3 separate regions of the Mus musculus genome follow, and regions 1 and 3 are each linked to region 2. A link is a contact called in public Hi-C data. All regions are on one chromosome and are shown on one strand. The core of a region is the stretch at or near the end of the contact, and the rest is flanking DNA. Distances in the headings are between cores, read along the strand shown.

Region 1 (3,078 bases), core at 533-3,032, 240 kb after region 2:
ACTGTACCAATTTCCAAGAAAAATTATGTGGTAATCAACTTAATCAATCCATGAATCTGTTACATAGAAACTGATATCCTTGCAAAACTGAACTCTCTGACCTATGAAGTTAGCATGTCCTTCTATTTATTTTTTTTTTAAGGCTCATGTATGTATTTAGGGGACGGGCATGCATGTACTAGGACACACATGCGGAGGTCAGGAGACAACCTCAAATATCAGTTCTTGCCTTTCACCTCGTGTGAGACAGGGCCTTTCATTGTTCTCGACAGGCTGGCTGACTGGAGATCGTGTGGCGACTCCTGAGTTCTCTCTCCACCTTGCAGCAGGAGCTGTGTGGTTACAGATGCAAGCCACCATGTCCAGCTGTATGTGGTTCTGGGGATATGAACACTGGTGTGCAGACTTACACAGCTAATGGGTCCACACACAGACCCATCTCCCCATCCTATTGCTATTTTTTTATTAATATCTTTTATCAGATTTAGTCATATTGGTGTACTGTGTTGAATTTCACTAGATGCTTTTTCTGAATCTACTAAGATGACCAACCCCTCCCCTTTCATGTGTCACGTTAGTTGTATGAATAGATTTTCTGACTTCTACCTAATACTCTTACATCCTAACATAAATCTAATTTGATTATGATGTAAGGTGTCACGTAGGGTCATGGAAGATAGGATTCTGTTTGTCAACACTTTGGTTTTGCTTCTATTTTTATGAATTTAAAATTTTAAAATCAAAAACAATTATTATGGAGTAAAATAAGCTGAGATACCATTTGCTGTTTGCCTGCTTCCTGGAGAGAGGACGAGGTTGGCTAAGACTGAGACTATCGGTCCCTAAGTGAGAGGACATTGTTCCCTTAGGACCACTCAAGGTTAATGTGGGAAGGTTTTTAAAATTCCAATTTAATTTATTAACAGTTAACAAATCATCTATATTTGCTATTATTGCCCAAAGCATCTTTTGTTATTTCTACTTTTTAAGGAACACTTCTATTTCATTTAAAACCTCAAGGATGGTGTTTTCAATCTGCTCACTTTTATTATATATGAACTTGTCCTATATATATAATTTGATTTTTTTTAGACTTAATATTTGTTATTTCTGTCTTTTGTCCCTTTTCCTCAAGCTCTTTTGCAGTGCATCTTTCTTTCTATTGATCTATATCAAGATACAATTTTGCACATCTAGATCTTTGAAGTGTTTATTTTAATCAGCTTCAAATTTTCTGTTCTTGTTATTCTCATTTTTTTTTCTTTCCCTGGGTTGGTTGTGTTGTTTTTCAAGATTACCCTAGGAAACTGGATGCTGACTTCAAAAATTTAAAACAATCGATATAAGCAATATAGTGACATTAAATTCTCTTTCCTATACTGCTGTCCTCACATTAATTTGGCACTTAGAGGCTCTGGTTTTAGTTTCTCAGTGTTCCTCTAGAAACCTTAACATACATTTTTTAATTAGCAGGTCAAATTCAGTCTACTCGAATCTCTTTTGAAGACTCCAGTCCTGTGAGCTTCCTTACTCCCAGTCTCCTCCCAGTCTCCTCCCAGTCTCCTTCTGTGTTGTCATGATGCAGCAGTTCATTCTATCTTATTTCAAGTTTTCATCCCAATAGCTCTCACAGGGACATTGTCCCCACGATGGCTTTCACGTTTATTCTAAGTTCCAAGACTGTCCCCTGACCTACTTTGGCTTTCAGAGTCCTCCAGAGTGTGGACTTGAGTCTGGCCCTCGCTTGGAGGGTGTCAAAACCATCTAAACACTCACCGTCAAGAAACTGTTGCTTTTTCTGAGAACTGTTTGCCTCAGACCAATTTCCCCTGCTCTTGCGATGATCGAGCAGTGACCACTCTCTCACCTTTTCCTGTTTTCAAACCTGAGGTGTACTGTTTTCTCTATGAAACCACTCTAGGGGAATTTTCTGGCTCCCCCCAAAACCTGCTTTTAAAAACAAAGGTCACGAAACATTTCCCTTATAAATTCCAGGTATTTCTGTTGGTTCGTTCCCCTTCCCTGTTCCTGAGGCTGAAGTCTAGGGACTTTATTGGCAGCTCTACTCCTTTGGAAGTCAGAAAGTCTTGTGAGACTTGGAAACAAACGGCCCTGAACATTGTCAGAATGCACTCTGTGCGGCACTCACGCTGATAAAACTCGGCAGGGAAATCTTTTAAGATGGTGGGGAGCAGGGGGAGTGGGGCCCTTATCTGGTAAGCGCAGCCCAGAAATGACTGAAGATAAGAGAGAAATATGATCCATCGCTCAAAAGAAAAGAGAGCCTTTAACAGCCACTGGAGAATGAGAGCAATTGAATTATCACCCAAACGCTGCTTCTGACTTCGGGCAGAAAAAGGGCTCAGTGTACAGCGGAGGAACCAGTAAGCCCACGCCTATACTCGAAGGAGTCTCTCTTTCCATTCTTCCCCTGCGCAGCACATCAGGCTCCTTTGATTTCAGATTATCTCGAAGCTTATTGCACGCCACATTCATAGAAGAGGCGGTAGAGGAAGACAAGTGTTACTAGTGGTGACAGCAGGCCCCAGTGTGGAGGCGGCAGAACAGGCAAAGATAGGTCTTTGGAAGATGTAGCTACAAAATCGAGCTCTCTACTGACTTAGGCACTGGAAGAGAGGTGGTTCCTGTGAGGGCAGGGGATCTTTTGTTTGCAAAATCTATACTCAGGATGGTGGTTTTGGCGTTTTCAGAATCAGTGAAATGGGCTTTCCTAAGACAGGTAATGATGTCTTGGTTTGACAGTGGGGAAAGTCCTTCCACAAGTATGCAAACCTAGAGACCTTCCTTTTCTGCCTGAGTGTTGTTCACTTCTGTTTCGTATCCTTACACCCCAGCCTCTGGGCGTGTGTGCTCTTGGGAGACTGGGCTCTATCTCTGTCTGTTCTCTTTCCTTGTCTATGAATGGACATTTACCTGCATATATGTATGTGTATCACATGCATGCCTGGTTTCCATGGAGATCAGAAGAGAGCATCGGATCCCTTGGAACCAGAGTTACAGATGGTTGTGAGCCACCATGTGGGTGCTGGGATTCAAACCTGGTTCCTTCGGAAGAGC
Region 2 (3,140 bases), core at 518-3,017:
GGTGACTTGTCAAAACCCTTTTCCAGTCAAGTATGGCAGCTTGTACCTGTAATAGCAGCATTTGGAAAGCTGAGGCAGGGAGATTACCATGAACTCCAGGCCAGCTCAGACTACACAGTAATTTCAAAGAACCAAAACAAGAAAACGTCACACTAATGGTGGGGTGGGGTGCAGCATGGGGACCCCTGCCCGGGCTTCCCCTCTCAAAGGGTCTTCTCACAGCTTGCTTTAAAAAATACTCTTTAATTGATTCACTTTTATGTGTATGAGTGTTTTGTCTGAGTCTATGTATGTGCACTACACACATACCTGGGGCTCCCACCTGGAAGATGGGGTTGGATCCCTGGAATTGGAGATTGTGAACTACCATGTGGATGCTGGGAACTAAACCCAAGTCCTCTGCAGGAACAGCAAGTGCTCGAAACCACTGAGCCTTCTCTCCAGTCCCATTTCCCTAATTCTTTTGTTGTTGTTTTGAGACAGGGTTTCTCTCTGTAGCTTTGACTCCTAGAACTCACTCTGTAGACCAGTCTGGCCTCAAACTCAGAGGTCTGCCCACCTCCGTCTCCGCCTCTGGAGTGCTGGAATTAAAGATGTGTGCCACCACCATCTGGACTGCCATTCCCCCAACTGGACTCAGGCTGGCACACAGGGGTGCACTAGATATGATCCTTCCATTCAGATTCTCTGCTTTTGGGTGGTGTCTCTAGTGGATGAGGGCCTATTAAAATCTTGAAAAACAGAAGCCTCTCATAGGACATCGGTTTAGACTCAGAGAAACTCTTTATACCAGGCATATTGCCTTCTTTCTTTAGATTACTGGGGCAGAAAGCAGTTACAGATTGGGAGCAGCTTGAAGTTGGAGACCTGGAGCCACCGGTGGGAAACAGGTCTCCTGAGCTGTCCTCGTTTCCGGGCTGTCTCTGCGCTGGCCAGAAGGGTGTTTTGTTTTGTTTTGCTTTGCTTTGTTTTGTTTTGTTTTGTTTTGTTTTGTTTTGTTTTGCCAGGCTTGAATCTAGACTGCTCTAGTTACCATGCATCGTTCTCATTACAGATTTGTGAAGTTGAGCAAGGATGGTCTAACTCAAGCTCACTTGCCTTCGTGTCGCTGTGAGGTGGGAGAGGAAGAACCTCATTCGTGTGCAGCCTAGGGAACAGTTCTGTTTAGATGTTCACATTGTGGCTTCTGGCATGGCCCTGACAGGTAGAGTGTGGACATAGATAACTTCACTCCCCAGCAGGTACAGTGGAGGACTGAGTTCTTTCCAGGGACCTTTGCCTAGAGTCAGCCGGTGCTGTCTTTTGGAGAGGCCCCTCAGTAGGGAAAGCCGCCACTCTGAGGGAAACGCTCCTCCACTTTCGGACCATTACAGAACTAACCTTGTAAGACTATGTTTCTGGAGGCAGGACTGCGGAGAACTTGCTCAAGCTTTTCTCTTTCAAATTTTCCAGCCAAGCAATGTTTTCAACATAAAATGTTCCCTTGTAATTATGCTGTTTTTGGATTTTCCCCTGCTTGACTTCCGTTCTGTTTAGTCAGCAGTTCGGGGGCTCCGGCCACATACCAAGCCACCGCCTGAAGACAGCATGGAGTGTATCAGGGAAGCCAGGACTCAGGGTCTGGAGGAAGAGCGCAGACATCATTTCCTCCCTATCGCTGAGTTTAATGTGGAAGGTGATCATGTTTTTGAGGTGCTGTATTCTCCCCCTTCCCTGTTAGAGGGCACACAGACAGAGTGCAAGAGAGAGAAACGAGAAGTAATGTCAGCTACAGGACTCCCTCCAACTTAAGCAGGAGGAAGGAGGCAGACCACAGGGGAAGAGACAGCCGATATAGGATCTGGGGCAAAGCTTCCAGCCCTCAGGGTACTGGGGTACCCCTGATTTTGAGCCTGCCTATGCCCCTTTCCAGCCTACCTCAACTACAGTAGCAACAGCAGCAACCGTGTCCAGCTAAAACTAGACCCAAAGCGACTAAAACTAAATTCTTGAGCATTTAGCTCTGAGCATCAGGGTCTCTACAGCACAAAAGACAGAAGTCTGAAAAATTCACAACAGGTTTCCGTTTGTTGTTGCTGTTGTTTGTTTGTTTGTTTTGTTTTTCCCCATTAAACACACACACACACTTGGAACTGTACTTGGTCTCTGAATTTGAGTTCTTTTCTGACACAGAGTTTCATGGAATCTAGCATGGCTTCCAACTCCTTAAGTAGCCAAGATGACTTGGAAGTCTTGATCTTCCTGCCTCTCTATCTCCAGTGCAGGGATTAAAGGTGTGTACCACCTCAGCTGCATTAAGATGGCACTTTCAAAGTTGTCACTTCAGAGACAAGGGATCTCACGAAGTGGGTGGCATAAGGTTAGCCCAAGAGGGCTAAGCCCAGGAGGTGACTATGTGTTTAGTTAGTATCACAGCCTCTTACCCCCTAGATATTGAAACTCTGAATAAATCTGCAATGGCAGTTCTTCTTTTTTAAATTGGATATTTTCTTTATTTACATTTCAAATGTTATCCCCTTACCCAGTTTTCCTCCCTCCTGGAAATACCCTATCACATTCTCCCTCCCCCTGCTTCTATGAGGGTGTTCCTCCACCCACCCACTCCCATCTCCCCACCCTCAATTCCCCTATACTGGGGCATCTATCCAGCCTTCATAGGACCAAGGACCTCTCCTCCCATTGATGCCTGACAAGGCCATCCTCTGCTACATTCGCAGCTGGAGCCATGTGTACTCCTTTGTTGATGGCTTAGTCCCTGGGAGCTCTGGGGAGTCTGCTTGGTTGATCTTGTTCTTCCTATGGGGTTGCAAACCCCTTCAACTCCTTCAGTCCTTTCTCTAACTCCTCTATCAGGGATGCCACGCTCAGTACAATGGTTGGCTGCTAACATCTGCCTCTCTATTTGTAAGGCTGTGGCAGAGCCTCTCAGGAGACAGCCATATTAGGCTCCTTTCAGCATGCACTTCTTGGCAACCACATAGTGTATATGGAATGAATCCCCAGGTGGGACAGTTTCTGGGTGGCCTTTCCTTCAGTCTCTGCTCTACACTTTATTTCCATAATTGCTCCTGTGAGTATTTTGTTCTCCTTCTAAGAAGGACCGAAGCACCCACACTTTGGTCTTCCTTCTTATTGAGCTT
Region 3 (3,032 bases), core at 470-2,969, 180 kb after region 2:
CGGGATGAATGACAGTGTTTTGGGGGTAAATCTTATTTCCCTTGAAGGGCATGGCATATTTCTAATCTTTTGTGACTCAAAATAGGGCCTTCTTTGCTAACAGATCCATTGAAGATGTAATAAGTTAGGATAAGGCTGTATTAGAGGATAACTGGGATCTATAAAAAACAGATTTTTATCCCAATACAATCCCACATACTTGCTGTCTGAAATCCTTCCAAGTGTCTGGCCCATCGCCCTAGCCCTGTCATGGACATGTTCTCTTTTATGTCATTTAAGTGGCATTCCAAGGCAGACCGAGTCAACAAAACCCATAATCTGCCATCCTTATGCTGCATCCTGCATCCATGCATCATGTTCAGCATCCCTGCCTCTTCCTGCCCAGCAATGACTGAGCACCACAAATATAAAACAAAGAAAATAACCATATTTCCTTTGCTGAGGATGTAACTTTTAACTTCCTTTTCATCAATTGATCTAACTTGTCAAGTTAACTGAAACACTTAGGCTTAGCATCTTGCCTACAATGATGCCTGGATTCTTTTTCTTAAGAGTTTATTCTTGGGTACCAGCCTTTAACATCCTAGCTCTGGTGAAACAAAGGCTGGAAGACTGGTGCAATTTTGAGAATAGCCTGGGCTATATAGCGAATTCCGTACCAGCCCTGGCTATAAAGCTAGATCCTGTCTCAGAAAAATAAAGCATAAACAAAATTCAGCAGTTATATTATGAATTAAGCATATTACATTGCCTCTGCATATAGGAGCAATGCTATTTAGTGTTCTTTATAGCGTTCCTTGGATCTTCAGCTCCCTCACAGCTAATCGAGTTCTAAGAGGCTCTAGAACTTCCAAGACTGCTTAAACAACAACAAGCAAACTTAAGGTAATAGCAGGAAAATCCGGTACAAATTGCCTGGCATGTGACCCACTAGCACTGAGAAAAATTAGTAATAGAATGACTGGTTATTTGGTTTTCAGACCACCCAGGTTTAAAGTAGCCATGGAACCACAAAACTTTGCTAAAAGCTATCTTCTTATTGTGGGCAAAGGACCAGCTATTTAGCTATTACTTGGATAATCTTGTGTGATTGGGAAAACAGAAGCAGCCTTCTGATGTATGATCTCCCCTCCAAGGATTCAGAGAACTTGTTATTTTGAATGGCGTTCTTACATGGGCATTGGTGGTCAAGTACATGATTTTGAAGACCTAAAAGCAAAAGAGGAAACAAATCATCAAGATGTATGCTTCTATCTGTTTTAAGTAGCTTTTCCTCCCTGCTTCCATAGGCATAAGATGATTTCCTTGAAAACCCATTTGCCAACGTTCATTCTGACATCTTCCACTCATATCTGCTCCTTCAGGATTTCCTCAGCTAGGCCTTTTATACCATGACCTGAGATGGCACAGTAGGTATCCACCTATTTCTTGGCTGGCTCGTGCAGCCTGTACTGGTTTTGTGGGATAATCTTGCTCATTTCTAACATTTAAACTGGCAACATTTGCTTGATTTTATTTGAAGTTGTAATCTTTACAATACATGCGTTGTTTCAAAGCAATGGCAATAATTGCCTGGCTTCTGCTATGCCTGCACCTTAAAGCCCATAATACGTTGCAAATGAGAACTCTTAGCAAACTTGGCCTCAGGAAACCCTTAAACAGAGAACTGGTTCCATCTGCTGAGACCACTTCCGGGCTCCCAGAGTGAACAGAAGCTTGGCTTCCTGTGAGATCTTACAGTTGCTTCTGCTTCCGCTTTCCGGTTCTAGCTGGAGTGTGGTGCACGCTCTTAGCTCACTCGGGGAGCAATGTCTAATTGGTAGCAGGCTGCCAGGCTCTCCCAAAGCCCAGTATACATGCTATGACAGTGACCAGTGCTGCAGTGCAAGGGGTCTGATACTCATGCAAGACTCCTTAACCGAACTCTAGACTCAGTTTCCCTCCGGTGTTCTTCATAGCCATTCTTCCGTGATAAGATGTTTGAGGCACTTAAAGCTTTCTTATTCATTCCCTCAAGAATAGCTTGGAGCACGCATCTCACATGCTCCTCTTTGAGAAAGCAAGATAGAAATTACAATAATAATAATAGTAGTAGTAACAACAACAACAACAACAACAACAACAACAACAACAACAAAAGGCAACATAGTCCCTGTAGGAAAAGGTAGGACACTAGTACCCTGTCCCAACCACTTTGTCCTTATCTTTCTCATACTGGACAAGCAAATATTTATTTTCTGGGGCCTCCTTTGCAGCTGAGAGTGGCCATGTGACCCAGTTTAACAGGACAAAATGAAATCAGAGCTAACAACTCTTCTCTGCCTTTATGATCAGTACCCTATCTCTGTCCTTATTTTAATGTTTATATGATATTTTGTGGTATGTACATACTAGGCCTATCGAGACATTCCCCCAAATGATAGATTGCTGTCATTTCCTCTCATAATCCAATAGTGTCATGATGAACATCCTATTTCAATAAACATTCTCAACCTTGTGTATTGGTGCCTTTCTTACAGGACTGAATCTCAAATACTGGTTAACTGTCAGAACTTACACATGTTTATGTTTCCAAAGATATTGAAATATATACACATTTTTAAAAATAGTGATTCTCTTCTCAATAGCTGTATGTAAGTGGACTTATCTTTCTGCTTTACCAATGGCTCTTTTCAAGTTTTCCATTCTACCGAGTAACAATAGGTTATTAGGGTATTTGAATTTCCACTTTCCTGCATCTTTTTAAAGATTTGTTGACTGGGCAGACATGGGTCCACTCTGGCATTTTCTTAATGCTTGTTCTTATTTGTTCTCATTCCTCATGCCTCTTCTCTGTGCCATTTCCTCTTGCTGGGGCCTCCAGTGGCCCACTTCTGCTTTCCTGCCACGTATACATGATAAAGATTCCTATCAGCCTTCTCTCCCTACACCCTCTTAAAACTTCTTCTTCTGCTTTTATGGCTCCCTTTGTAGTTTCATGACCTACACACATACAGAAATAAGTAAACAGATAAGCAAACAAAGAACTGAAG

What was found. A called contact is a pair of places that touch in the nucleus more often than the background predicts.
Region 1: a contact with region 2 is called in a Hi-C map of the HPC-7 cell line, with 4 times the contacts expected there. The contact joins two enhancer-like sites. A contact is called at or near these places in 4 of 484 Hi-C or Micro-C datasets (the HPC-7 cell line, Th1 cells, bone marrow-derived macrophages and 1 more), 3 of 115 datasets of contacts at active chromatin or transcription factors (bone marrow-derived macrophages, effector CD8 T cells and neural progenitor cells) and 1 of 9 other capture datasets (embryonic stem cells).
Region 3: a Hi-C map of cortical glia shows a contact between it and region 2, with 2.5 times the contacts expected there. The contact joins two enhancer-like sites. A contact is called at or near these places in 2 of 15 datasets of contacts at CTCF or cohesin (CD8 T cells and the NIH/3T3 cell line), 6 of 484 Hi-C or Micro-C datasets (the HPC-7 cell line, LSK cells, Th2 cells and 3 more), 4 of 115 datasets of contacts at active chromatin or transcription factors (the HPC-7 cell line, acute myeloid leukemia, bone marrow-derived macrophages and 1 more) and 1 of 9 other capture datasets (embryonic stem cells).

What each region holds. Positions count from the first base shown.
Region 1 is chr10:8,128,414-8,131,491 of GRCm38.p6, forward strand. No RefSeq gene overlaps it. Among named protein-coding and RNA genes, the nearest start is that of Gm30906, 46 kb to the right of the region's middle. Within about 2 kb of position 1,783, at least 55 of the 459 cell types and tissues checked have an H3K27ac peak or open chromatin away from gene starts, as enhancers often do. A contact at or near this core is called in the HPC-7 cell line, where this site is marked.
Region 2 is chr10:7,886,889-7,890,028 of GRCm38.p6, forward strand. No RefSeq gene overlaps it. Among named protein-coding and RNA genes, the nearest start is that of Gm24726, 40 kb to the left of the region's middle. Within about 2 kb of position 1,768, at least 18 of the 459 cell types and tissues checked have an H3K27ac peak or open chromatin away from gene starts, as enhancers often do. A contact at or near this core is called in the HPC-7 cell line, bone marrow-derived macrophages and cortical glia, where this site is marked.
Region 3 is chr10:8,064,207-8,067,238 of GRCm38.p6, forward strand. No RefSeq gene overlaps it. Among named protein-coding and RNA genes, the nearest start is that of Gm30820, 86 kb to the left of the region's middle. Within about 2 kb of position 1,720, at least 102 of the 459 cell types and tissues checked have an H3K27ac peak or open chromatin away from gene starts, as enhancers often do. A contact at or near this core is called in the HPC-7 cell line, bone marrow-derived macrophages and cortical glia, where this site is marked.